4 separate regions of the Mus musculus genome follow, and all the other regions are linked to region 1. The links are chromatin contacts, called in public promoter capture Hi-C maps. All regions are on one chromosome and are shown on one strand. Each heading gives the region's core, a stretch centred on a gene start, on an enhancer-like site or on the middle of the called end of the contact. The rest is flanking DNA. Distances are from core to core; before and after follow the strand shown.

The links. Promoter capture Hi-C pulls out the DNA fragments that hold promoters and counts their contacts. Capture Hi-C pulls out chosen DNA fragments and counts their contacts.
Region 2: a promoter capture Hi-C map of liver shows a contact between it and region 1, with 2.3 times the contacts expected there. The contact joins the promoter of Vhl here to the promoter of Washc2 in region 1.
Region 3: a promoter capture Hi-C map of liver shows a contact between it and region 1, with 2.8 times the contacts expected there. The contact joins the promoter of Tatdn2 here to the promoter of Washc2 in region 1. A contact is called at or near these places in 2 of 39 promoter capture datasets (liver and pre-B cells) and 1 of 9 other capture datasets (liver).
Region 4: a promoter capture Hi-C map of liver shows a contact between it and region 1, with 4 times the contacts expected there. The contact joins the promoter of Ghrl here to the promoter of Washc2 in region 1. A contact is called at or near these places in 2 of 39 promoter capture datasets (liver and pre-B cells).

Annotation. Positions count from the first base shown.
Region 1 is chr6:116,205,825-116,211,168 of GRCm38.p6, reverse strand. It overlaps Washc2 (WASH complex subunit 2`), which reads right to left and starts at 3,136. Exons shown (of 31, transcript NM_026585.3): 1 at 3,042-3,136; 2 at 2,840-2,962; 3 at 2,051-2,215. The coding sequence starts at 2,962. 9530062K07Rik (RIKEN cDNA 9530062K07 gene) reads left to right here and starts at 3,176. Exons shown (of 4, transcript NR_131013.1): 1 at 3,176-3,267; 2 at 3,912-4,015.
Region 2 is chr6:113,620,663-113,626,006 of GRCm38.p6, reverse strand. It overlaps Vhl (von Hippel-Lindau tumor suppressor), which reads right to left and starts at 2,013. Exons shown (of 3, transcript NM_009507.4): 1 at 1,629-2,013. The coding sequence starts at 1,866.
Region 3 is chr6:113,693,762-113,699,105 of GRCm38.p6, reverse strand. Tatdn2 (TatD DNase domain containing 2) reads right to left here and starts at 2,056. Exons shown (of 8, transcript NM_001347356.1): 1 at 1,505-2,056; 2 at 989-1,399. The coding sequence starts at 1,393. It overlaps Irak2 (interleukin-1 receptor-associated kinase 2), which reads right to left. Exons shown (of 13, transcript NM_172161.4): 13 at 4,080-5,344. The coding sequence ends at 5,326.
Region 4 is chr6:113,716,621-113,721,964 of GRCm38.p6, reverse strand. It overlaps Ghrl (ghrelin), which reads left to right and starts at 2,500. Exons shown (of 4, transcript NM_001379129.1): 1 at 2,500-2,643; 2 at 2,739-2,855; 3 at 4,804-4,912. The coding sequence starts at 2,536.

The DNA.
Region 1 (5,344 bases), core at 1,887-4,386:
TTCCTTGCCTGATCTACAGCTACAACATTAACTACAAGAAGAGCTGAGCATCTGACATAGCAAGAAAAGCGCACGCTAAGAACTACACATAAGAGCAGCACATAAGGGCAGGAGAGATGGCTCCATGGTTACGAGCACTGGCTGCGCTTCCAGAGGTCCTGAGTTCAATTCCCAGCAACCACATGGTGGCTCATGACCATCTATGAAGGGATCTTCTGGCATGACTCCTACACTTAAAAAAAAAAAAAGACATAAATAAACTTTAAAACTTATAAACAAAACAAAACAAAAAGAACAGCACATAAAACTATCCACTCCAGCTTGATGAGAAGTGATGGGGGCTGCTGTCATCAACAAAGGAGAGTACAGTCCCCTAACTGATCCTTCCAGGGAGAAAAGTGCTCAGGCTGACCAGCCAGGTTCTGTGCACATCAAAGAGTATCCTCAGGTTGAGCATGCCAATCCAAAACTCTGAAACCCAAACAATGGCATGACATTCAAAAAAGTTTGGACATGGGGCTGTTTGAACTTAGGGATGCTGAACCTGTAAGGTCTCTGTAGATCCTACATCCTAAAAACCTGAAATCTGAGCAACTTCTAGCCCCAGTATCCCAGAATTTGCACACCCATCTGCATGGGTTTACTTGAATTCATGTTATGTTTCAAACCCATTGCCATTAAAGAAAATAATTGGTGGCCTAGTCAGCTCAGTGAGCCAGGTAGGCTGGCACAGGCAGCACTGAACAAGAGTCCTCACCAAACCCCATGTCTCAAACAAGATGGAATGTGAGGTATGGCACTCCAGTTCACACTATTAAATTATGCAAACATGCATCAGCAACAGCCTACTTGGCACTCTGCTGCTTTTACAATCCCAAATCACGGGGTTATGATCTTAAACATTTATGAAATTGTTTAATAATCCTCATCTAATAATTTCAGGATGCTGTGGACTTGAGTAATTCTCTTCTCACTGCTGGGTGTAGGGCTGTAAGCCTGTAACCTCAGAGGTGAGAATTTCTCTCCAAATTCAAGGCCAGCCTGGTCTATATAGCAAGTTCTACACTAGTCAGAACTAATCCTGAGCTGCTAAAAAAAAAAAAAAAAAAAAATACAACCGCCCCCCCCCAATGCCTTTCTACAAATTAATTCAGAAAAATATTCTTGGATCAGATGAACTAAGCTCCCCCCACAGCCCCCCACCCCACCCCCTGTTCTCAATACATTCCTTTCCCTTTGCTAGATGGCTCCAGGCATGCCTGCGTCTTTTCTATTGTAATTCTACCAAGATAATTTATCTGTGTATTCCTAGCAGATTGCAGGAACTCACTATGAAAACAAAATTCACATACACTTTAGTTAAAGGCCAGCAGCATTTGTACTGGTGACTCTGTGTCATATATTCATCCAAATTGAAAAACTGGTGCTGGCGGGACAGTAGTGGCCCACACCTTAAATCTCAGTACTTGGGAGGCAGAGGCAAGTAGATTTCTGTAAGTTCCGGGCCAGCCTGGTCTACAGAGTGAGTTCCAGGACGGTCAGGGCTACACAGAGAAACCCTGTCTCAAACAAACAGAAGGAGAAAAAAGAAAAGGAAGAAAAAGAAAACTGTAGATGACGAAATGCAAAGCAGACATCTGCATTCACTTACACAACTGAGGGAGACATGATGGACCTACATAAAGTCTCTAGGGACTGAAGGCAAAAGTGGGGCACGTGAGGCCAAGCCAGGCTTAGAGCTGACCATACTGAATGAGCACAGTGGCTTTTTTGAGAGGCACACAACTCTGCTCAAATGGTAATTGCCCTCAAAACTAAAAACAGAAAAACCAGCACGAGGCAAACCTTATTATTAGATGTTTTTAAAGGTTTGTAAAACCCATGAACTTTACTGATAAAAGACACTGATTTCAGAGAAAGGAGCTTCAGTTACCAAGAACCAATCTATCCACCAAAACTTAGAAGAGAACCTTATTATCATTATAAATGACAATAGTTCTTACTCCCCAAAAGGGATTATTCGAAAGTCAGATACCATAAAACAACTCACATTCTCAATGAACTGGGTATTAGACAGCATGAGGAAGTCATTGAACACATTATGCAGACGACAATGTGTGGCTTTGGTCTCCTGAATTAATCCATCCACCTGCTTCTTGATTTCATGAGTCCTGGAGATAGTCTGCTGTGAGAATTCCTGTAGAAACTGTAGTAGCTATTTTGAAAAGAAACATACACAAGTATCAACACTACATGTGATTTAAAGCAAAACAAACAAACAAAAAACCCCTCCCCTTTTGCCCCTATGTTAAGAAAAAGGGATGATACTGTTGATCTAAGGTCAGGTGACCCTGGAAAGCATTAAGAAAGCTCATCAGATAAGTTTGTCCAGAACACAAAACCAGTATCACATTTCTACAGGGATTTAAAGCCCTGTTTGGTTGTCACGCTCCAGAGACCACATAGTGTGACAAAACACCCCAAATCCCACTTGTATGAAAGTTCTGAGCTCTTAGGTCCCGAAGTGAGCAGATCTACTCAAAAATATGTGCTGCCCCATTTAGCCCCAGTTCTAATACAGAAGGGCCTCCGTAGAGACAAAGCAGTCCTTGGAGAGGGCAGAAACAGAATCTGCTCAGCAGGATGGCGTGGAGGGCAAGGTTGAAAAGCCACTGCACGGAAGGAAACCCGCGTCTGCGCGGCAGAGTGCTGGGTAGAAGCCCACAGGGCCGCCCTCCCCGGTGTCTGAGATTGCGCCTTTGAATACTGGAGGAAGCGTGTCCCCGAGGAGGGGTAACTACAACTCTGTCCCTCCCTTGGCCCCGGGTCCCCCGCTCACACCGGCGTCAGCCGCCAGAGACCAGTTCTGACTGCTGCGGCGGATCTCCTCCACCGACCAGGGCCGTTCCCACACCGGCTCGGATGCCGGAGGCCGCTCCGAGTCGGGGCTCGTCCGGTTCATCTACAGCGAGAAGGACAAAAAGAAGAGCTGAGTCTGGGGCGAAGGATCCAGCCCTGCCCTCCTGGGCCGCCGTCCTCACCACGATGACACCGCCACTCAGCAAGCTCCAAAGTGACTACGGGAGTGGCTACTACACTGCCCACCCAGCGCGGTGGTAATCACATGGTTCACGTCACGTGATGGTGTCCTCACGTGACCTGGGGCGCAGCCTCTGATCGGGAGCTATGGGTTAGTAGCTCCTGGGTAATTGGGTTTGACCAGAGAGAAGGTGTTTAAGCGGCCAGCTAGTGCGAAAGAGGCGGAAGGTACCAGTGGGGCCCATGCTGAGGAGTCCCGTGGCCTACCAGGTGGGAGCTGAAGAGGAAGGAGAGCGGAGGACGACTTCCTGGATGTGCGGCGGCTTTATTGATTATGCATGTGATGTGAGACTAGCCCAGGGCCACAGTGACCCTCAATGTGTACATCTGCTAACCGGTTTGGTTTCAGTTCAATGTGGATCCGCTTGAAATTCTTGAAACCCTCAGCTGAGATTCAAGGCCGGGAGGTGGAGGGGTAGAAATCGAAATCCAAAGCTCCCCTGGCTGTCCACTAGCACTTCCTTGTGAACAGACCCCTTTCTGAGTTGGTCTTGCCCAGACTGACTTTTAGAAATAACCCCTTATCTTTCCTTTTTGTGTGCCCGAGAACAAGTTACTTAGCTTCTTCTATAAGCTTTCTTCTGCATATTAAAGAAGCAATACAGCCGGGCATGGTGGCGCACACCTTTAATCCCAGCACTTGGGAGGCAGAGGCAGGCGGATTTCTGAGTTCGAGGCCAGCCTGGTCTACACAGAGAGAAACTCTGTCTCGAAAAATAAAAATAAAAAAGAAGCGATAATAGGTGTTAAAACAGATAGTGCCTGGTATATGGTGAGTGCTCACCTTAGATCTTATCATTTCTCCTGTGCAGATTATTTTTCCAACTTTCAGATTTTGCTTTGTGGCCACCTCCGTTGAAACCTCATTAAAGATTTCTCTTTGGTATGCAACTAAGACAAATGAAAACCTGCTCAGGTAAAAATCTGCAAGAATTTTCACTGTAGTGTTGATCCATACCCAGAAAGCAGAAGCAATCTAAATGTCCATCAGGTGACGAATGGATAAACAAAATGCTGTAGAACCACGCAATTCACCAAAAGAAATAAAATGCTGATATATGATAGGGCATGAATTAACCTAGAAATACTTCAATTGAAAGAGGTCAGTCATATACATGAGCACAGGTTATTCTATTTATATGAAATATCCAGAATGGATCAATCCAGAGAGAGGAAGTAGGTTGGTGGGGGCCAGGGATTGAGGAAAGAAGGGAATGGGGAGTTAACTGCTTATGAGCAAGTAGTCAGCTGTGAACTAGTAAAGCCAGGGTAAAGGCTCAGGTTGGTTTCTGTAGCATTAGTGTGATTGTATCTGTGTTGCTGTTAGGGTGAGCAGGTGTTATAGATAGACATTAGATTTAGGGTTATGATTAACATTGTGGTTATGGTGCTATTTTGGGGGTTAGGGTTAAGGTGGCTGTCTTAGTTATTTTTCTATTGTTATAATAAAAATTACCTCAGAAGCAACTCATAAAAGGAAGGGTTATAGTTAGGATTTAGTGTTACGGTTAATGCTGAGATAGTTGTGAATTATGGTTAGGAGAGCGTTAGTCTTAGGGTGAGCGTAACAGATGAAGGTTTAATTAGGATTAGGGCAGCCTTAATATTCATTACACAGCTGGGTATGGTAGCACACAATTTCTTTATCCCAACCCTGAAGAGGCATATCTAAACTGATACATGTTTGTGTGAAGGCAGCCTGGTCTTAGCTTAGTATTAGTGTTAGGGAAGGGTGTTTGACTAAGGTTAGCTTAAGAGTAGTTTTAATAGAGTTTAGAATACAGTTTGAGGTAAGCAAACCCCTTGAGACCTAATACTTGAAAGGCAGAGGTAGACAGATTATCTGTGAGTTTGAGCTCCAACTTCTCTACATAGAGAGTTCCAGGCCAGTCAGAGCTGCATGGTGGCATGATATCTCAAAAAAAAAAAAAAAAAAAAAAAAAGGTTAGGGTCAGAACTAGAATTATAGTTAGGCTTAGGGTTGAGGGTCAGGATCAGGTTAAGGGTTAGGGATTAAGGTTAGAGTTAAGGGCTAGTTATGGTTAAATATAGTGGTAAACTTTATACATAATCCTAACCCTTAAATAGAATGCTAAACCTAACCATAGTCCCTAACCAGAACCCTAATACTAACTCTACCCCTAATTCTAACCCTACCCTAGTCCTAACCATTGCTAAATCTAATCTTAACCCTAAACCATAGTGATAAAGTAACCTTAACCTAAAAACTATACAGAAAATTAAC
Region 2 (5,344 bases), core at 764-3,263, 2.6 Mb after region 1:
CTGGTCACATGAGTTCATTAAATGTACCACCATCAGGAGAAAAGTTCTACCAAGATCTTCCCGGGATGGTTATGAAAATACGGAAGTCTGTTGTAGGAGGCTGAGGCAAGAGGACTGCCACAGTTGGTTTGTTTGTCTTATGTCAATGCTGCTGCTGCTGAGAGACACCAAAACCATGGCAACTCTAATAAAAGAAAGCATCTAACTGAGGCTTACTGAGCGTTTCAGGGGTTTTAATCCATCCATCATCAGCATGATGGGAAGCATGGTGGTACCCAGGCAGACTTGGGGCTGGAGAAGTAACTAAGGATTCTCTACATCCAGATCCAAAGGTGTAGCCAGTGAGATTGTGAGTTTGGTTTAGGCTTCTGAAACCTCAAAGCCCATCCCTAGTGGCACACTTCCTCCAACCAGGCCACACCTACTCATCCTTCACCACTTTCAAACTAATCCTTAGGACTACACCCTAAGCATTCAGATATATTAGCCTATAGGAGTCACTCTTATTCAAACTGCCAAGGTTAGGGTTTCTTTTCCCAAGTAAGAGCAGGGACCTCGGATCCCTGGAGCTGGAGTAATGGAAACTTGTGAGCTGCCTGACCTGGGTACTGAGAAGCTAACCCTGAAAGAGCAGTATAAACCGGCCTTGGTGACAAAGGCCTTTGCTTTAATCCCAGTACTCAGGGGGCAGAAGGAAGTTGGATTTCAGTGAGAGGCCAGCCTGATCTACAAAATTCCCACATCACTCAGCTGTCTGGCTGGTTGCTTCAGACACAATCTTGGGGCTTAGCCAAGGCTGGACTTGCACTCAGTGAAATCCTTCTGTCTTGGCCTCCTGAGTCCTGGGCTACCACACACAGATCTGGGTACATTTTTTTTCAATACATAAATAAGGCAATGTCAAACAGCCCCAATTCACTACGGCTAAAATCAACTTTTGAACTTTTTCTCTCACTGTTTGGCGGCAAACCAAAAAAGCCTGGTGCAGTCATCTTGCCTCGGTTTTCTGAGTCCTGGGGATTGTACACCTGAGAGCGGCTTCACTTGTTTTTCATAGCCATCCAGTCATGACACTGATAGAACTGACTGACTTCCACTGATGCTTGTCACAGTTAATAAGCTTACGTGGTCAGGCTTGGTACAAACCTGAAATCAGTGGCGAAGGCAGAAAGATCGAGAGTTCAACCCGTTATCCCATACTCACTTGTTTTCGGCCAAGACGCCAATCGGTAAAGGTGATCCCCCAACTACAACTGTTAACTCCCTCAGCTGACTTATCCTACTCCGGTTCTCCTAAGCTGCGTGCTCTTTCTTCACCTGGACGCACCCACACTCTGCCCATGCTTTCGCAAACCTCTAAGCTCGGTGCCTAGCGCAGCAATTATGACACAGGCTGGTTCTTGTCTGTTCATACATTTTTTTTGTCTGTAACCCTCCAAGTTGTCATCACCAAGGCAGGTTCGCATGCCGAACCTGACCGGGAACTGGGTTAACACTGCATCCGAAATCACTGGTAGGGGCCGGGCATTTTCTCGGGGTAGATGCAGTGGGTAGGGACAAGATGCTCGGGGTCGGAGAGAAAGCGCCCCGCCTGTTACAGCAGCAGCGGCCTAGCGCGCGGCTCGTACCTCGGTAGCTGTGGATGCGGCGGCCGGTGCCCGGTGGTAAGATCGGGTAGGGCTGAGGCTCGCCGTCGAAGTTGAGCCACAAAGGCAGCACGACGCGCGGGCTGCGGTTGCAGAAGATGACCTGAGAGGGCTCGCGCGAGTTCACCGAGCGCAGCACCGGCCGCGGCCGCCCAGCCTCCATCTCCTCAGGACCGGGCTCCCCCGCCGCCTCCTCTGGACTGGCTGCCTTCCGGGGCATTATTGGAACGGGTCCCTCGGATTCGCAAGCTGGACGTGGGCGGCGCGTGCGTGCGTGCGGATCTACGCGCTCCGGGACAGGTCTGCCGGTCCCAGACGCGCTCCGGGCAACTTGAAGGCGGAAATGGCCGCCGGGAGCCCTCAAACTGGGGGGCGGGGCGGCACGGAGCCAGGGGCCGCGGCGGTGGGCGGGGCCGCAGCAGTGGGCGGGGCGGCGGGGCGGCGGGGCGGGGCCGCGGCGGAGCCCCGGGTTATAAATTCCACCTCCTACAGTTGGGTTTCTGTTTGTTTCCTTTCCTTTTCTTTTTCCTTCTTTTTTTTTTTTCCCCCAAGATAGAGTTTCTTCGTGTAATCCTGGCTGTCCTGGAACTCACACCCTAGATCAGTCTGGCCTCGAACTCTCGGAGATCTGCCTGCCTCTGCTTCCAGAGTACTGGGATTAAAGCCGTTATCTCCATGCCAGAAAGACTTGCTTTGAGGTAGGGTCTCACTATGTAGGCCTAGAACTCATTATGTATATCCGGCTTGTCCTGAACTCAAAGATCTCCCTGCCTCAGACTCCAGAGAACAGGGACCAAGGGCAGTTGGATTTTTTTTTTTTTTTTTTTTTGGGTAGCATTGTTTCCCCCTGGCTGGTCTGGAATTCCGTGTACAGACCAAACCAGCTTCAAACTTAAGAGTGATCTCCTGCCTCTGACTCCAGAGTGCTGGAATTACAGGCATGAGCCTCATATATATATATATATTTTTTTTTTTTTGAGTGTACTTAAATTTAATTTCTTCTCTTAAGATCTCCACGGGCTTGCCATATTTCCCCTTCTGCCTTTGCTTTTTGGTTTTTCAAGACAGGGTTTCTCTGGGTAGCTCCAGCTCTCTTGGAACTCACTCTGTAGACCAGTCTGACCTCCAATCTCCTGCCTCTGCCTCCCAAGTGTTGATATAAAAGCTGAGTACCACCGCTGCCGGGCCCACCTATGCTATTATTTAAAGTTTTTCTCATTGATGAGTTTGAGTCTGTCTCTATTTTTAACTACACATTTCAAAATGTCTTCCAGAGTACAAAAGTAAAACTTTCCCTCCTTTTCCATCTGCATTCCCAGAAAACAGTATTACCAGTTTTTGTTTCCTTTCAAACTTTTTTATGTTTGTGAATAGAATTTTAAAATATTTTGTCTTTTTCTTTTTAGACGCAGACTTATTGCATAGTTCCCATTGCCTTGCAGCTGAATATATATAGCCCAGGCTGGCCTCAAATTAGTGGCACTCCTGTGTCTGCCTCCCAAGTACTGGCATTCTAGATATGTGCTACCATGACTGGTTCAAAGAATTAGCATACAACTACTATCAGATAACATTCAGTGCCATTTTTCCATAGACATTTCTGGCAGAAGTTTCATCAGATGAGCTTTTTTTAAATGTACGGGCCGGGCAGTGGTGGCGCACGCCTTTAATCCCAGCACTTGGGAGGCAGAGGCAGGAGGATTTCTGAGTTCGAGGCCAGCCTGGTCTACAAAGTGAGTTCCAGGACAGACAGAGAAACCTTGTCTCAAAAACCCAAAAAACCAAAGTAAATAAATAAACAAAAAATTAAAAATGTACGGGTGTGCATGTGTGAGCTCATCCAGGGGCTGATGAACACAGGGAGGATTGGATTTCCTGGAGCTGGAGTCAGAAGTCGCTGTGAGCTGCCTGTTGTGGGAACTGGGAATTGAACCCAGGTCCTCTGTGAGAGCAACCAGTGCTCTTAACCACTGAGTCAGCTCTCCAGGGCTTCTAAATTCTCTTGAATTTTTAGTTCCCCATTTTTCAGGTAGGTTCTTTATTTTCAGTGTTGAGAAATCCAGAGCTTTATGTATGACACGCGAGCCACCTACCTCTGTGCCTAGACCAAATTTAGTATTTTGTCTAATATTATGTTTAGCACATGTCTACTGAATGGGCCATGTGATAGAACCAGTCTCTGCCTTCAGAATGCTGAAAGGCTAGTGTGGAAGGACACAGGACAACTCGGAGGAGCAGTGTTATTTGGTTGTAACAAAGAATGTGAAAGGTGACTAGATGAGCCAGGAAAAAAATCAAGCAGGGTGTCTGAATTCCATTTAGGCTCCTTTATCAAGTCTGGCGAATAAATCACCCTGAACAGTAGAAGTTTATGTCATGCTTTTGGAGCAGTTGAAGATACAGTTTTATGGACTAAAGAAATGGCTTAGTAGTTAAAGAGTGTGCTGCTCTGAGGACCTGAGTTCAGTCCCCAGCATCCACATCAGGTGGCCCACAACTGCCTGTCACTCCAGGTCTAGGGAGTTCAATGCCCTCTTCTGACCTCCACAGACATGTGCAAGCCCCCCCCCGCCCCCATACACAAACAAACATACATACATGATTTAAAAATAAAAATACGGTGGAGAGTTGGCTCCTTGGTTAGGAGCACTGGCTGCTCTTGCAGACGACTCTGGTTTGATTGGCAGCTCACAACCATATGGGACCCCAGTCCCAGGGGATCGGACACTTTCGTGGGTACCAGGCATGCAGTTTGCGCACACACATACCTGATAGTACATACATACACATACATACATAAAGACAGTAAGTAAAATTTAAAAAAACCTAAAGAATAAAAATAAGGACTAGAGGGAGCTCAGCAGTTAACATTACTTAAAACTGCTCTATCAGAGAAGAGATGGTTCCTAAAACACCAGGTGACTCACAACTGCCTGGAACTTCAGCTCCAGGGGATCTGGCACTCTTCTGGTCTCTGCAGGCACATGCATATTTGCACACACATGTGCACTTACACACACACACACACACACACATCTTTTTTAAAATGTGGAGGACCAGCCAGATGGCTCAGTAGGTTGAGATGCCTCCCATAAAGCTTGCCCTGAGTTTGATCCCTGCGACTCACTGGACTCTGGAAACTTGCCTTCTGACCTCCACAAACGCACAAATGCACTACGGCATACACATGTCTACACACACACACACACACACACACACACACACACACACACACACACACACACACACTTTAGAGGGCATGTGGTCCTCATGCTAACAGATAAACTTTGGAGCACCCAGGAGTGTTAATCATGCATGGGTGTCTCCGCAAAGGAAGAAGAATCTGCTTTCCACCCAGAGCTGGGAGGAGGTGTTAATGAGCTAGTGACCTTTGCAATCTGTAAAGCAAGACCTCACCCAAATTCCCCATAATGTTTATCCCAGCCTTTTCTTCCCTAGACCTTTAGCTTTCGTTATTAATAGAGCCCATCTAGATGTTACATGTACTTTAGAGTCTGCTGACCTCTATGCCATCAGATCTTAGGCCCTTAATCTATAAAACCTATCTTCATGGTCACATGTGTTTGTGCACCAGAGATTGTATCACATCAGGAAGCTTTCCCCAAAACTATACTGTGTTTAAACGTTTAAATATGGTATCAGACTCTCTAGAATTTCAACTAGCGCTGATAAAGTTG
Region 3 (5,344 bases), core at 807-3,306, 2.5 Mb after region 1:
AGAGTAGGGACCTTTGTTTTGCAGTTACTGAAGAACCTCACACTCCTAGAACACTGCCTGGCACTCAAAACCTGATGCAGGTCTGCTTTAGAAGCATCCCCCAATCTGCTCCAAGAACTTACAAATCCCGGTGTGTTTCCCCTGCGGAACTAGACTTGAGCTGATCTCCAAAGATAACTACTAATAAACTAAAAAAGTACCCAAGCCAGGTGTAGTGACATACACCTTTAAAGCAGGCAGGGATCTGTGGGATTCAGGACAGCTTGGTCTATAGGAGACCCTGTCTCAAAAATCCAAAACCCTGTTAACCAAACAGAGAATGCCAACATGCAGAAATCCACAACTTTGGTGAAAAGCCACACTAAGAGTCCATTTCCTGAGCTGCAATTCAGAGCGGTTCTAAGTACAAAGACCATTTAATTTTATTTTTAATTAAGTGCACGTATGTGGGTTAAGTGCACATGAAGATAGATACCCATGGGAGCCCGAGGAATGGGAGCTGGAATTACAGGGGCTTGTGAACCACCTGACCTGGGCTCTCAGAACCTGTGTCCTCCTTCAGCAGCTGTATGTGCCTTCTTCTCTCCAGCCCCAAGGGCAAACTCTATAAATTGACCGAAATCTACATCATCTTTCCTGGGCATTATTCCACCTTCCATTGTGCTGATCCTCCAGTTCCACTGTCCATTTACAATCACTCGAAGGTTGCAGAGATCCCTCCAAACTATCTATAATCACTCTCTCTGGGATGGCAGACCACAACCATTATCAGGCTTTCCTAGTAGTTCCAAATGCCACCAAGTTTGAAAACCCCCTCCATACTGAGCTCTACCCCTCAACACCCTCCCCCTCGCCCCCCCCCACACACACACCAGGCCCTCCACAGGAAAGATCTAATTTTTATTCTCTTCCCACCAAATGTCTTCTCTCCACCCCTCAAACCACGTGCAAGGGACTTCACTGTTTGCCAGACGTCGCTGCCACGTACCTTAACGCTACAAGCTTCCTTCCGTAGAGAAGCCATTTCTTCTAGAGAGGAGTGGGCAGGGTGCAGAGGGGACCCCTTGGACGTAAATAGTCTCCGAGGGCTCGCAATCAGGAAGCCAGGGGAAGCGGCCTCACCCACACCTGAGCCCGAAGAGAGAGAGGACGAAGAAGAGGAAGAGGAGGTGCGACGGCGGACTGAGCTCCGAGGAGCGCGGGCCACATCGTCCCCGCGCCGGACTTTCAGACGCTGGGGGCTGCTGGCCCCTCGAGGACGCGACGCACACCTGCGACCTGGCCGGCTGGAGGGGGCCACATTGCCGGGCTCCCGGGGGCGGCTGCGCTTGCTGGGACACCCTTCCGACGTGCTGCCCCAGTGATACTTGACCTTGCGCCGCTCCGACGCCATGGGCACCTGCCAGGGACAGAGGAACGACGATTGTAGCAGCAGCCTTGGCGGCTGCTCGCCTCACACCGCCGGGAAGCCGCTAGGGCAACGGCGGGAATCGGCCCCACTGACCTTTCCCGTTCCTGTCGTCTGCCCATTCCAGTGCTACGGGCTTCGGGGACGCCACAGCGCTCCGAGAAGCGTCCGCGGGCCGAGCGCCGAGCCCGAACAACGCGCAGCCCAAGTCCGCGAGCGCGGCTGTCAACAGCGCGCCACTCCCGAGACGCCGAGGCGCTTCCGGCGCGGCGCGGCGCGGTGCAGCGGTCTGCCTTCCGAAGCCCTGCGCGGGGGGCCGAGCGCGTGCGGAGCCGCCTTTTGGGCCGCACGCGCCCGCAGGCCCCGGACGCCAAGGGCGGGCCGCGGGCGGGGTGGCCGCTCGCCTCCCGCCGCCCCGTCCCGCCCCGGGCCTGAGGGAGCCACTGGCCTCCGGAGCCGCGCGCCGGAAGTCACCTCCGCTCCTCCAGCTGACCCGGCCCAGCGCCGCACCGCGCCCTCATCCAAGGCCTCGGCCCCGCCGCCTACTTCGCAACCTCGGCGTCAGCTCCGCGGAACCTGCCCAGCGGCCGGCGGCCGGCGTGCGGCAGGGGCGGAGCCGGCGTCAGGGACGGCGCCGATTGCTCCAACGGGAGAGGGGCGTGACTTCGGGCAAGACGGAGCGCGCCTGTTGGTCCGACGTTCTGGGGCGTGCCCCTACGCCTCACGAAGCTCTGTGGTTGGTTGGGAGCGATATGTGGCGGAGCTTCTCACGTGGCCCTGGATCCGCGCGAAGGGCCTGCTGGGGACGCCCGGGAGCCGAAAATACCGATGGAGGGTAACTTGGCGGGCCTCTTGGTACCGGACGCGCGTGCCAAACATTGTCACTCACTCACCTACTCACCCATCCCCCCTCCCCCTTTTTTTTTTTTTTTTAAAAAAAACAACGCAGGAAACTGTGGCTCGATAAAAACCAAGCGACACACCCAGAAAGTGACGGAATTGGGGTTAGCAGGCACAAGCCATACACACACAAAAAACAGAACCAGGCCTGCCGGATAGACCTGTAAAACCAACTGCTCAGGAAGAAGAGGCAGGACGATTGACAAAGTCCAGCCTAGACGTTTTAGAACCTGACTACAACTAAAAAAATTTTAATAGCGGGGGGTGGGGAGAACAGAGAGGTGCCTGAAGCAGCCATAGTAGCTCACATTGGTAATTCCATTTGGGTCGCTGAGGCTGGGGAACTGCTGAGTTCGAAGCCAGTTTGGGATAGCTAATGAGTTCCGATCAACCTAGGCTTCCGAGTGAGATCAAAAGAAAAGAAAAAAAAAGAGAGAGAGAGAGAAAGAAAAGAAGAGATATAACCCCACATCAAGAGAGCCGTAGGACAGAGGATCCAGAGTTCAAGGTCACCTCCTAACTTCTTGAGACCCTGTTTCAAACCTTCCCACACCAACCCCAGAAAAGGTAATGATTGCAGCTCAATAGCAGAGCACTTACAGGAGAAGCAAGCTTTTGATCCTAATCACCAAATTACCCAGGTGTCACACAAGTCTGTAAGTAATCGCAGCCCTCTGGAGGTGTTGGAGGGGAGGGTCAGGAATTCCAGACCAGCCTGTGACACTTAAAATGCCCCCGCCCCCCAGAACCAAAACAGTAAAGAAAAGAGTTTGTCCTACTACTTCATTCCCAGACTGCTCTTGGCCAACAGCTGTGGTGGCAAGAACTAAAGGCTCTCCACACTCAGCTGGCCTTCACTTTTTTTTTTTTTTTTAATTACCCAATGCAGGAGCCAAACCCATGGAATAGCACCTCCCATACTCAGAGTCTTCTGTCTTCAGTTCATCCTCTCGGTAAACTCCCTCCTAGTCACAGCCAGAGCATATCTAACTCCTAGAGGGTTGTTAACCCAAGTTCACAGTGAAGGTTAACCATCCCAGAAGCCATCTCTATTTGTTTGTGGGGTTTTTCTTTTTTTTTTGGGGGGGGGGGTGTCGTTTTGTTGTTTTGGTTTGATTTGATTCTTTCAAGACAGGCTCTCTCTGTGAAATCTTGACTGTCCTGGAACTAGGTCTGCCAACCAGGCTGGTCTCAAACTCATAAAATTCTGCCTGCCTCTGCCTCCCAAGTGCTGGGATTAGAGACACGTGTGTGCTGCCACCACCACCTGGCAACCATCCCTATTTGTAACAGTAAAAATAAAAGCAACTTTAATATCCATGAAGGGTTATACAAGTGCCCCAAGCCCTGCAAAGGTGGCATTGCTGATAAAAACCCTCCCTAAAGTGACAATGTACTAAATCACTGGCCACAACCATGAAGTCTTAAGTTCAAATACCAGGACCCACATAAAAGCTGGCTGTACAGCAAGGGTATATACAATCTAAGCACTTCTACATCAACAGAGATGGGCCAGCTAGCCTTGTGTAACAGCAAACTAAAATACATACATACATACATACATACATACATACATACATACCTTGTGGAAGAAGGATTGAAAACCCAAGTCATCTCTTGAGCTCCATATGCACATGGTTGTGTGCACACCACATGCACATACATAAATATGCATACATACATTGTACAAACAATACATACAGAAATGAAAGCAAAAGCAAGAATCCTTGAGCCAAACATATTCGGTACACAAATTCACCCAGACACAAAATTATAAGACAGCTGCTAGATTACAAACATTTTTATTTTGTCACTATAATGGAATTCTTTTTTTAAATAGTGAATTAGAAATAGCTTTGTTAGCCGGGCATGGTGGCGCACGCCTTTAATCCCAGCACTCGGGAGGCAGAGGCAGGCGGATTTCTGAGTTCGAGGCCAGCCTGGTCTACAAAGTGAGGTCCCGGACAGCCAGGGCTATACAGAGAAACCCTGTCTCGAAAAAACAAAAAAAAAACAAAAAAAAAAAGAAAGAAATAGCTTTGTTTTACAAAACATGTTTGCAACATGACTTTTCAAAAATATATTCACTTCATAAACATTTTCTACATGGCAGAGCCATGAACTACATACCTTTTACTCCATTGAGAACACAGAACAGATACATTTTCAAAGTGCTTCTGCAGCCGCTGCACCCATCCTCCCAAGAGCTGAATAGAGCAGCTCTGTTCTTCCCCAGGGAGAACAGAGCAGGGTTATCTTACAAGGATACTGAGCTACCACCCACCAAGTGATTGACTTAACTAGCAGCAGAATCAAACATGAGACTGTTTCTCATGCTTCTTCACCTAGCTATAAATAACACACAACCTCTGAGTCTCCATTAAAATAAATATGGGCACAATGGGAGGTCGAAGGTGAAAAGCAGGCAGTTCCTAAATACCGGTGGCTTACAGGATCACCAACTGAAGAAGGAGAAAGCCTACGGAGTCCTTTGCCAACCGTCCTGCTTTTGCAGTCCTGAACTTGAGAACTTGCGGAGACACCGGCTGTAGGTCTTTTAAGAAGTGGGAATTTGCAGAAAGCTGTCTACAAATATGACTGACAGATGATAACTCTGGAAAACGCCACGGATGCTGCAGGATTGCTCTGTCCGTTGTGGAGAACTAAGAGGTTTGGGGGCAACAGCATCTCTTGGGGTGGTCAACAACGTGGGTTCCCCGGAACCACAAAAACCACCCAAATCCTTGGATCACATACAAGGTGTTCCACTTCACAGCCCTCTAACTAAGACGACTCAGAGAGGAGGAGTGCTTCCTGGATATGGTGTCTGTATAAGCTGAGGTCCCCTACCCCCACCCCCCTGCAACTCGACTCTGATGAAGCCATGTTTCCTTCTGTTCAGGCTGATGTTTGGGTTGTGTGGGTCTCAACAGACCTTGGGCAGCCAAAGACCTCTTCCCTGCCTGGACGTTTGTCTGTCCAGTTGAGAATAAGGGTCTTCAGCTGTGCGCTGGTCATCAGGGTCCAAAGAGCTCG
Region 4 (5,344 bases), core at 1,251-3,750, 2.5 Mb after region 1:
TCATTTAAGGTGAGAACACTCACCCTAAATCTGGGCCACACCTTCTGATAGCAGCCCATATAAAAAGGACACAGAAGGAAGCTTTCGTTTTTTGCCTGCTTGCCCTCTCTCTCACTGTCCAGTTCATCTATCCCTTGGCTAAAGCATGGCTCACTGGTGTTAAACCTGCTTCTGGATTCAAATGTTGACAAAAGACCATCTGACATCCCACATCATGACTGAGCAACTAATGGATTCTTGGCCCTTTTGTCAGGAGACACCCATCGTTGGCCTATAAATCACTCTACTAAATTCCCCTTAATATACGTATGTTCATTATGTCGGTTTTGTTTCTCTAGAGAACCCTAATAATACATACATTGAAATTTCATCCACCTGTTTTGGTCTTGGCTTTATTAAGAATGGGGTGTTGTCCTTTCTAGAGCCATGTAATCTCTCTCAGCTCCTATTGACAGGATGAAGGTACATTTCCCAGCTCCTCTTCCATAGCTACGGGCAGGTCGTTAAGATATTTTCTGGTGCCTTTTCCATCCATTCTTCCATCGCCAGACCATCCTCCCTGCTAACCTTTACTCTGGATGGCAAGGTATGTGACTAGAGAGTTCCAGTTATCTCTAGATAGTTAGCAACCTGTGTTTGTTCATTTGTGGTCTTATCTAAGATCAACACCAGCACCTCCTGCCTCCAAAGGCTTACAGCGGCTGAGTGGACAAGCTTCATATTTCAGCCGATGCCTGGTCACCATGCACAGGCTTTCTGTCCTCACAGACTGGAGGGCCGCAGTGTTTCCACAACACCTCACCTTTAGACCCCTGGGCCCCAGGGCTAAATGGTTTCTAAGTTCTGGTGGGTGACAGGCCTATGAATATGATGTTGGGATTTCAGCTACCTCTACCAGATGGTCTATCTCCTCACAGGAGTTGCAACCCAGCCCACACCTCACCTGCACCAAGAGATCCCACAGAGCCCACTCTCCTCCAAAACTTCACAGTAGGTGAGGATATCATGGGGCTCTGAATTATTTGTCCTGTTGGCAACAGCCCCTAACTAGACATCCAGAGTAGCCTGCCACTGCAATGTCGCCAACACCGTAGCAGCAGGGACAGGTCAGAAAACTGCTTCAGGAGCCTACACTGCCCCAGAAAGACATAGGCCCTTGAGCTATCCTATTTCTTTGTTTTGTTTTTGAGACAGTTTCTCTGTTAGCTTTAGCAGTCCTGGACCTCACACTCTGGTCGGCCTGCCTCTGCCACTGCCCTGCCCTATTTTTCTTAAGACATGAAGGTATCCAAAGGGCTGTCTCCTGTCAAAGCTATACTGCAGGACTCCTATACCAGGTCTATCTCATCTGCATCTCCACAATGGGCATTCCTTGTGCTAGATAGAGCCTTGATACCTGCCAGAGAACAGAGAGGCAAAGCTGCCAGGTTAACAAACACCAGAACGGGCTTGGAGAATGGCTCAGTGAGAACTGCCTACCAAAAACAAGGCCCTGGGGACTATGCCCAACAGTATAAGACAAAATCAACCAGCAAACGCAAGCAAGACACAGACAAGCAGTAAGGTGTAACCACCAGGTGCACCTTTCCCGACACTTGCTCCTGGGGATGGCAGTGCAGCCCTTTTTCGAGAACACCCCAGAAGCAGGTCTCTATGTGACCGGTGTGCAGAAGCCACAACAGCCTCAGTGGCAAAGCAAAATTGGACAAAATCTTGTCCAATTTTGTCCAAAATTGGACAAGTTCTCCTGGTGGCAACATCATCTCACATGGAAGGAGGCAAGCCAAGGTTATACCACAACTAAGCAAGACCTCAGAGCTCAGCTGCCAATCCACCACCAGGGCCAAGCCCACACAGGGACCATGGAGAATCAGGAGCTGGTGCCCCACCCAAGCCAACTGTCCCGACTTTGGCACCTGTCCTCCACTGTTTGTTCTTCAACAGTGAGGGGAAAAAAAGAGTACTTAGTTCCCAAGGAATGCAATACTGCCCACACAAACTACACAGCCTCAAGAGATGAGGCTACCGGATGTGAACAAACACAAGGCTTCCTATATAAGGAGAAGCCGGTGAGCAGGCACCACATCCCCAGGCATTCCAGGTAAGCTCTCTTAGCTGTCTGTATATGTGTGTATATATATGTATATATGTATATATGTATGCATGAACATGCAAGCTCACCGGGGTCTAAATTATTCAGCACTGGTCATTCATAAGTGTCAGTGAGCTCACTGGTCAGCCTAATTAGCTCTGTCATCAGGCTCCTGAGGGCAAGGGACAAGCAACACTGAAATGGACAACCCTCTATCACATCAGGCTCTGTCTGCCTCCAAAGATTGAAAAAGCAGAGGTCAGCCTTCAGCTCCCACCCTTGAAAGATGGTGACAAGAGAGCCTTGCTTCGTCCAGCAGTCCTTACTTCTAGAAGCTTGCTGGATTCTAGCCTGAGCAAATTCTAAGGCACATAACATGGAGATGAAGTAGGCTACCAGAAGACCCTCTCTCCCCCAGGTCATCTGTCCTCACCACCAAGACCATGCTGTCTTCAGGCACCATCTGCAGTTTGCTGCTACTCAGCATGCTCTGGATGGACATGGCCATGGCAGGCTCCAGCTTCCTGAGCCCAGAGCACCAGAAAGCCCAGGTCAGTCAGTCTGTCTCCCTAAGCCCCCACATCTACCCCGATCTGTGTGTGTGTGTGTGAGAGAGAGAGAAAGAGAACCCTCTTTTCCTTTCCAGCAGAGAAAGGAATCCAAGAAGCCACCAGCTAAACTGCAGCCACGAGCTCTGGAAGGCTGGCTCCACCCAGAGGACAGAGGACAAGCAGAAGAGACAGAGGAGGAGCTGGAGATCAGGGTTGGTACCCAGGCACCAGCATGTTCTTATAACAGTAAAGGGGTTGGGGTATGGAGGGTAAGCCATATGCTGGCTTTTCAGGCTACTCAAGGATTAGAGTCCAGCACTAACAGCTCCACAAGGGGCTCAGAGTCTCCATCCCAAGAGGTAACTGTTTCAAGGGTAGCAAGGGAGCAGCAGACATGCGCAGCAAAAACAAAACAGATTGAGGGATCACAGGAGCCAGGAAGCACTGATGGATACAGAAACAGAAGAAAGCCTTGTTTGTCCCAGGACCTCTCAGGCCTGCCTTGGTGATGGAGAGGTAGGAAGGCTAGTGCAGGCTAGGCTGGCCAGCCCACGTGTGGCCTAACAGAGCTGGGCTTGCTCTGAAAAACCTTAGATGGGCTAAGGAAAAACACAAACAGCTTTGGATTGGGAGAAGGGACTAAAGGGACCATAGGTGCCTCTCAGCAGCTCAACTAGGATTCTCCTGGGAAATGGAAGCAGCACCTGACAGTGCCAGTCCCTATACTCTGTCTGCATGCAACAACTTCATCTTTAAACACGGCAACCATGATAAACTGGGAAGCAGGAGACACGAGCTAGGGCTTCACAATTGCTAAGCAGGTGCTCTGTCTGCCAGGGGCCACACCCCAGCCTGTTCTCTACCTTTATCATGGACCACTTCTCTATACAAGACCCCATGAGCTAAATAAGCTGGCATCACTTGTTGAATTTTGTAGATAAGAAACACAAGTTAAAAGATCAACTCCCTTGGCCAAGGCCATCAGGTCAGTTTACTACACTCCTTCTACCTTCCTCTCTGGTCAAGGACAAATGCCAAGATCACTAAACGCCTGCTCTCTCACCCTCTCTCCAGCTTAGGCTCCTTCTCAAACCCTTGCTCCACAGGAAATGTGACACTTAAAACTACTTCCTGACTCACCAAGGCTCCTTCACTAACAGTCTTATGAGACAACCCATGACCACACTGAGCAGGTAGCCCCCCAGCCTCAAGAGCGCTGTACTTAGTTCTCATAGGGAAGAGCACACACACACACACACACACACACACACACACACACACACACACACACACACACACACACACACACATACACACACACACACACACACGGCTAGGATTAACAGCATTTCCTAGTTTCTGTGATACTCAACAGAAACCAAACATGTGGCCTGCAAAGTGAGTACAGAGCACATGGCACTGTAGCACACTGGACGCAGAATGTGACCCTGCTTACCCTCACACCTGAATCTCCACCTCTTTCCCAAGTTTTTTTTTCCCCCCCAAAATCAGGTCTAGAGGCAGAATGCCAACCACCTGTACCCACTAAACATATGGGCCCTGATTCAAAGAAAAGGGCACTTTTCCATGTTGTGTAAGAACCTGGAATGTTGCCACTTCTGGCAGTTAGATGATCTGACCAGTTTGCCCTGAACAATGGAGTGTGAGAAGAAAAAATTAGCATTTGCTAAGGTAGGTTAGAAGGGCCCAGTAGGTCCACAAAAAAAGGGCATAACGCGAGCACACACATCCATATTGCTCCCTACAGTATTGTATTTCCTGGAGGCCAAAACAAACTACAGAGGAACTGGCTACCATCTTCTGTAGAAGACTAGTCGATAGATATGGTGCCTAGCAGCCTGACAGTCAGTGCCCATGTTAACCAAGGACTTGGGGAGCTGGGCAGAATTCAGGAAGAATCCTACTTTCTAAATCCTTGTCTATCACCTCTGTTTTGTGACCAGGGAGTCACACAGTCTCTCTGAGGACCGGGAGAGTACTAGACCAGTTAGCACACCCTCCTGGCTCTAAGATTCACATTCACAAATCACTCAGATACCCAGATGGCTAACATGGCACAGCCTCCCTGGGGAGACTGGGGCATTTGGAGCAGGGCAGACAAGATGAGGCCTGAGGACCTCCCAACCCTACTTTCTCTAGTTCAATGCTCCCTTCGATGTTGGCATCAAGCTGTCAGGAGCTCAGTATCAGCAGCATGGCCGGGCCCTGGGGAAGTTTCTTCAGGATATCCTCTGGGAAGAGGTCAAAGGTGAGTCAATCTGAAATGGAGCTTAACCTATTTTATGAATGATACAAATTTTCTCCCCTAGCCCCACTCCTGAGGTTCTAATCTTCCTGACTATCTGTGGGGAAGGGTGTTGAGCTGGGTGTGTAGCAACCCAGGAAAGCTGGATAGCCAGGTCCATCTTCCACAGCCCTGTGTTCCAGGGATTGTGTTAGCTAGCTGTCAGGCCCCATCTGAGCCTCAGTCCTCTAACTGTGAGGCTGTGCTGAGGCCTATTTCCAGCATTTCAAATTATCTGGCTTTAAAGCATCTTTACAGTATAACTTCACTTCGGGAATCTGTGCCACAGTAGCACTGAAAACGCCAGCAGACACATAAGGATCTTAGGGGTTTTTGTGTAGTGCTGGGATGAAGACCAAGGCCTCGTGCATTCTGAACAAGCACACTAGCACTAAG